Regions from separate parts of the Arachis hypogaea genome. Here region 2 is linked to region 1. Evidence: chromatin contacts called from public Hi-C data. All regions are on one chromosome and are shown on one strand. The core of a region is the stretch at or near the end of the contact, and the rest is flanking DNA. Distances in the headings are between cores, read along the strand shown. Region 1 holds the start of LOC112732816 (bifunctional UDP-glucose 4-epimerase and UDP-xylose 4-epimerase 1). Region 2 holds the start of LOC112732834 (gamma carbonic anhydrase-like 2, mitochondrial).

Region 1 (2,757 bases), core at 244-2,743:
AAGTATTCTATTTATATTCAAATAATTTTATTTAGCTTCAGTATAATCGCACCGTGAGGTCAAAATTACACCCAAACTTAGGACACCAATTTAATACTTTACCCTAAAAACATAAAAAAAAACCCTAAACGGCCCCTGACAATTACCTCTAAAGACAAAGAGACATTTTACTTTTATGGGACTGATTAGCCCATATCTTAGTTTTTTTTTTTTCCTGAACTAATCAATCCCATAAAAGTAAATTTTAGGAACTGGGTTGGTACTTTTTTGTCTTAGTCTTTTCGAGATAATTGTCACAGTCGGGTTAAGTATTCACTCAAAAAAAAATAATGCCGACTTTAATGATTCCTCTCCATCTTAATCCAAAGACTGACCTCACTTAGCTTGTATTCATTTCTATCCCAATTTGTTCCAAAGAAAATAGAAGACGCACCTTTTTGCAATTATACTTGGCCATAACTTCATATAGATTGATGGTTCCAACCAGATTGAAATCAAAATAGCGACGAGGCTTGGCAACGCTTTCTCCAACAGCTTTAAGAGCAGCAAAGTGGATAACAGCATCAAACCTGTTACATATGAAAAATGAAAAACAACGCTTCCACATATATTTTCGAAGAAAAACATCACAAAAACAGAGTCTGAATTCTAATGTTTCACTAACTTTGTTTTGGAGAAGAGTTTCTCCAAGTCATCCTTATTCCTGAGATCGCCCTGCGAAAAAGGAAGGAAAGGAAACATAAAAATTCAATTGAAGGCAACGCAGATTCAAAAAAAAGAGCGTTGCTCGAAGAAAACGATTGAAATTGGAACATACGAGGTTGAATTCGAGGTTCTGAGAGAGGTGAGGACCGACGAGCTCTCTGACCCGGTCAACAGCTTCCATGACGGAATTGTCGAGATTGTCAATGATTGAAACCCTAAAACCTCCCTTGAGGAGTTGAACCACAGTGTGAGTGCCGATGAAACCGGCACCACCGGTCACCAGTATCGTTTGATTGGACGACACCATAGTCTCTCGGAAAGAGAGAAGAAAGTGTTTTACTGTTTTGAGCGAACAGAGAGTGATTAATGAGAGCGATGGAAAAGAGAGAGAATGCGATTGAGGTGTGAGAAGGAGGAGTACGGGTTGTTTATAAAGGATAAGTAATGGGTACAGGAATCTTTAATGTGTGAAAAACAGTTTCTATTGTGTTCCCTGTATCCCTATTAATCCGTTTGATTAGTTTGGTTTGGCGCCTCTTTTTTCATCGTCTTTTCTTTTCTTTTCTGGTTTGTAATGCAATTCAGTTTAGGCTTTGCGGATTGGGTTTACACGTCAGGTCCCACTATTAAGTGCGATTCATTAATGAACTGGGACTACAATCACACTCCCATTCCCATTGGGATCGCTCAATTACAGCTGCACAACGCAAAAGCTTAGGATTACGTTAGATGTGTTGTGATAAGAATAAAAGTGGATATCTATTAAACGGTTCGATCTTTTTTATGATAAAAATCATGTTATTAAGAGAATTTTATTAAATGAGGGTTGAAAAATAAATATTTTATATATTTATAAATAGGATATGATTTGAGATTATATACACATGAATAATCAATAATAATTCCTTTTTTTTATATTGTTTATACACAATTTTTTTTTTTTTCATATGTTACTAATATAATAATAGTTAATATATAAGTTACTTTTATTATTATAGTGAGATAATTATATTGGTAAATATTAATATTAGAGTCTTTTTTTTATATCTTATTTATTTATTTATTTTACAACACGTTATCAGCACGAGACTCTGATCAAATTTTAGAAAGACTCGAGGTAATAAATTTTCATTATGTCGAAGTTCTCTCATCTTGAATTTAATGCTCTTGATATATCTAGAAACAATTATTTATCATAGATACTAGATGCTGAAATCCATTTTGATTCAATGGATCTTGAAGATACTATTAAGGCTGAAAATAATGTATTCCAAAAGGATAAAGCCAAGGCCATTGAAAAATGAATATCTTACAATAAAAGATCCTGCAGATCTATGGGAAGACCTTGAAGAAAGGTATAATCATAAAATGACGGTGATACTTCCTCAAACCTGATATGAATGGACGCACTTGCGTCAACAGGATTTTAAATCCATAAATGATAAATGAATATAATTCAGCAATGTTTCGAATCACCTCACGAATGAAATTATATGGGGAAAGGATATCTAATAATGATATGTTAGAGAAAACTTTCTCGACCTTCTATGCCTCGAATGTGCTCCTGCAGCAGCAATATCGATAAAAAGGATTTAAAAAGTATTTTGAGTTAATTTCTTGACATTTTGTTGCTCGATGAATTACTTTTAAGGAATCATGAAGTGCGTCCAGTTGGCGCCGTCCCATTTCCTGAAGCAAATGCGGCAAATCATTACCCCCGAAGAGGTATGTGGCAAGGTTTTGGTAGCAAAAAAAATTATGGAAGGAAAAAGAATTATATTCACAAGAAATGATCTCACCAGAAGTGGGATAAAGAAAGAAACAATGGACAAAAATAAATCAATTGAGGATCCTGAAGAAAATATTAGCTATTTAATCAATGATGGAATAGTTTAATACGTGAATTTGTTAAGTATTCATGTAAATAAATAATAAACTTTTTGTTAAGTTTTATTTTTATGCATCTGAATTTCAAATATGATATTTATGAATTTCAAAATTATTGAATGTGTATTTCTACTCATTTTATTATTATTTATCTTTGAAAAAAAT
Region 2 (2,987 bases), core at 452-2,951, 440 kb before region 1:
CCACATTTCTTTATCAAGCCTTCAAAGGTGATTCTTAATAAAGGAAAGCAGGAGCTTGGAAATCTATGATGTATTAAGAGTTATAAGTATAAGCAACAGAATTAACATAATGAACTTGTAAATCTCTAAACAATTAAGAAAAACTGAATTGTACTTCCACCATAAACAGCACCAACAGCAAAGAATTCAACAATTAAAGAACATAAATATAGGGATTAAAGTATTTCGATGATGCCAAAAATTATTACATGCTTCCGTCCCTGCTAAAAGCAAATTAATGGCTTTATACTAGAAGCTCATATCTATCGAGGCACAGGTAACCATCCAATTGTACTCCAGCTTCTCGAGTTAAATGACACAGTGACACAATAGTTGAGAAAGGGAAGAAAGCAATTGGAAACGGTTGAAAATGACCAGAAAACTGAACCATTCATCAATTTACTATTAGAAGTTAAGAATCCATTAAATCGTGAAACAAAAAGAATAAATCAAAGGCTAGCTAATAATATATGATGATTATGTGCCAACACTAAGAGATTTGAAAACAGATTATCAAATGAACTCATTTAAGCTAGTTTATCTTTCACCATTGCAATATGGCATTACAAGTGTTGCAGAGGACATAACATCAAGCATATTTACAAGTTAAAGGCTTACATCACGCAAGATCCGATATAAAAATATGAAGCACAGACAAGTATGAAGGATAAGGATATAATGCGAATAAAACAATGTATAAAAATCTTAGGACGCAATTCAGCTGCAAGACATTATATTAGGTGAATTATGATTTCAATTTTGGCATAAACTGTGGCGAACATGCTAAAATACACAATCTTGATTGTTGTAGAATTTTCATATACATATACATAGGCATAACATTAAAAAAATAAAATAAAAAGGCGAAAAATCCAATTAATAGGATAAAACATTTCCAAAGCATGAATTTTATGAATCTAAACCCCTAGAAACTAGCATGTGGCTACCTGCTCAGAAAGAAACCACCTGCTCAAATAAATGAACAATTTGCAACGCCAAAACAAAACTCCCGCTGTTTGATGTTATATTTCATCAGAAAGCAAACAAACTCAACGAAAATTACAAGCTATTGTAACGGTAATAACCTAACAGAAAAATATAAAGGGGGAAAATAACCTAACCTGTGGGAGAAGACCAAGCAGCGTGAAGGACGCAGCGCTCCTGAATGTTGGAACAGAATCCAACAGTGATCTTGTTGAGATCGCCGCGGAGGACGGCGCCGGGCCAGACGGAAGCAGCGTCCCAGACAGTGACTTGTCCGGCGAGGACGACATTGGGTGCCACGTAGGCATCGACAGCGACCTTCGGGAGCCACTGACCCAGCGGGATTATCTTCCTTTGCCCTCTGTAGTCCCAATTCACCCGATCCGGCGATGCAGTTATCGAATTGGGAGCTTGCGTCGCAAAAGCGCGCTCAGCTGTGTGCAGCAGCTGTGGCGATTCCACGTGGCGGTTTGCTATTGTGTGAGCACTCCTTAGGGCTCTTCTAGAGAAGCGTGCTAGACTCGCCATGAGACACAGTGAAAGAGAGAACTGTGATGGTGAAACAGTGAGTGTGGAATCGGAGATGGTGGGTGTGAGACGACAACAGAGAGTGAGGGAAGGGGGAATGTGTCTCTGGACTATCCAAGAGAACCCGGGTATTTTAAGCCCAATATATGATTTACTGGTTTCACAAGTTGGGCTAACAATTTTAGCCCGGTCCAATTGCTTGTTTACTCTTACACTACATTCTTTTTATTATTTTTTTCAATAATTTGTATAGTGATATTAATTTTGAAAAAAAAATGATAAATACTAATATCCTAAGTTTTATAGGAATATTTTGCTATATAAAACTCCATAATAAATAACTAAAATATTAATCTATATCTATCTATATTAAATTATTAATAAAAAAAATTTACTAAATAATCATATTTCGATGTCTAATATGTTCTACAACTTCCTTAAACGGAATTTTTTTTCTAAAATAAAATAAAAAAATTTTGTTTATATCATGGTCCATTACAAGAGTCAGACTCAAAATGATTAAAAGTTCAATCAACACTCTATAGAGCAAGAATTCATATCTATACCGTGGTCTACCCGACCTGAAAGAGGTCGAACATAGCATATGGGTTTAACCCTACTTGTTTAAATAAATAACTAACTCTTATATATTTTCTTACTGATTTAGAAAGGATATCTACACAACTCCTAGATAAAAGGGAGAAAATAACTACTAAGATAAGTGGATAAGCTACCAAACAAGCAACGGATTGAAGGAGAGGACTCGACTCAAGATCTCGACTATACGTATAGAGCTTTTCGTTTCACTACGTTCAACTTATTCCACTTGTTTGGATAACTTATCCCAAGGAGTGAAGCTACAATAGACCCAACCCTATTCATAAAGATAATTTATTTTCCCTACTATTATAAGTACCTTGACACCTTCAGGTATTTTTCGAACTCCAATCTACTAAAATCCTGCCTAAAATTCTTGTTAATTTGAGCATCAGAGTTTCTTGCAGGTTATCCCACCATCCTCTCTAAAGAGCTCGGACAACAACCCCTTACTAAGGAGACATAGGAGTATCTCATTTCAAAAGAAGTCTGGACCTCACGTTCAGACTCAGATCACATTGATTCTAGGTAAACCTAGGAACATTGGCGTCATTATCGGGGACCTGAAAGTCTATACCCAACCATGGCGGACAACCATCCTAAAGATGGACATACTGTATCAGAATCAGAACCTGATCAACACAATGACGATCATGCAATTGTCATACCCCTGTTCCGTAAAGCATGTTTAGAAATTTAAAACTTTCCTACTGAAGCAGCAATCATGGGGCTCGTTAATGGCCTCAAGGAAAGTCTCTTCTCACAATTCATTTCAAAGAGACATCCGACCTCTTTGTATAAGGTTTAGGAGCGAGCTGAAAAATATATCAATATGGAAC

The links. Hi-C and Micro-C count contacts between places; a contact is called where the count stands out from the background.
Region 2: a Hi-C map of leaf shows a contact between it and region 1, with 4 times the contacts expected there. The contact joins the promoter of LOC112732834 here to the promoter of LOC112732816 in region 1. A contact is called at or near these places in 2 of 8 Hi-C or Micro-C datasets (both in leaf).

Annotation. Positions count from the first base shown.
Region 1 is chr13:115,466,316-115,469,072 of arahy.Tifrunner.gnm2.J5K5, reverse strand. It overlaps LOC112732816 (bifunctional UDP-glucose 4-epimerase and UDP-xylose 4-epimerase 1), which reads right to left and starts at 1,493. Exons shown (of 9, transcript XM_025781617.2): 1 at 818-1,493; 2 at 665-714; 3 at 434-569. The coding sequence starts at 1,012.
Region 2 is chr13:115,907,581-115,910,567 of arahy.Tifrunner.gnm2.J5K5, reverse strand. LOC112732834 (gamma carbonic anhydrase-like 2, mitochondrial) reads right to left here and starts at 1,701. Exons shown (of 2, transcript XM_025781644.3): 1 at 1,161-1,701. The coding sequence starts at 1,551.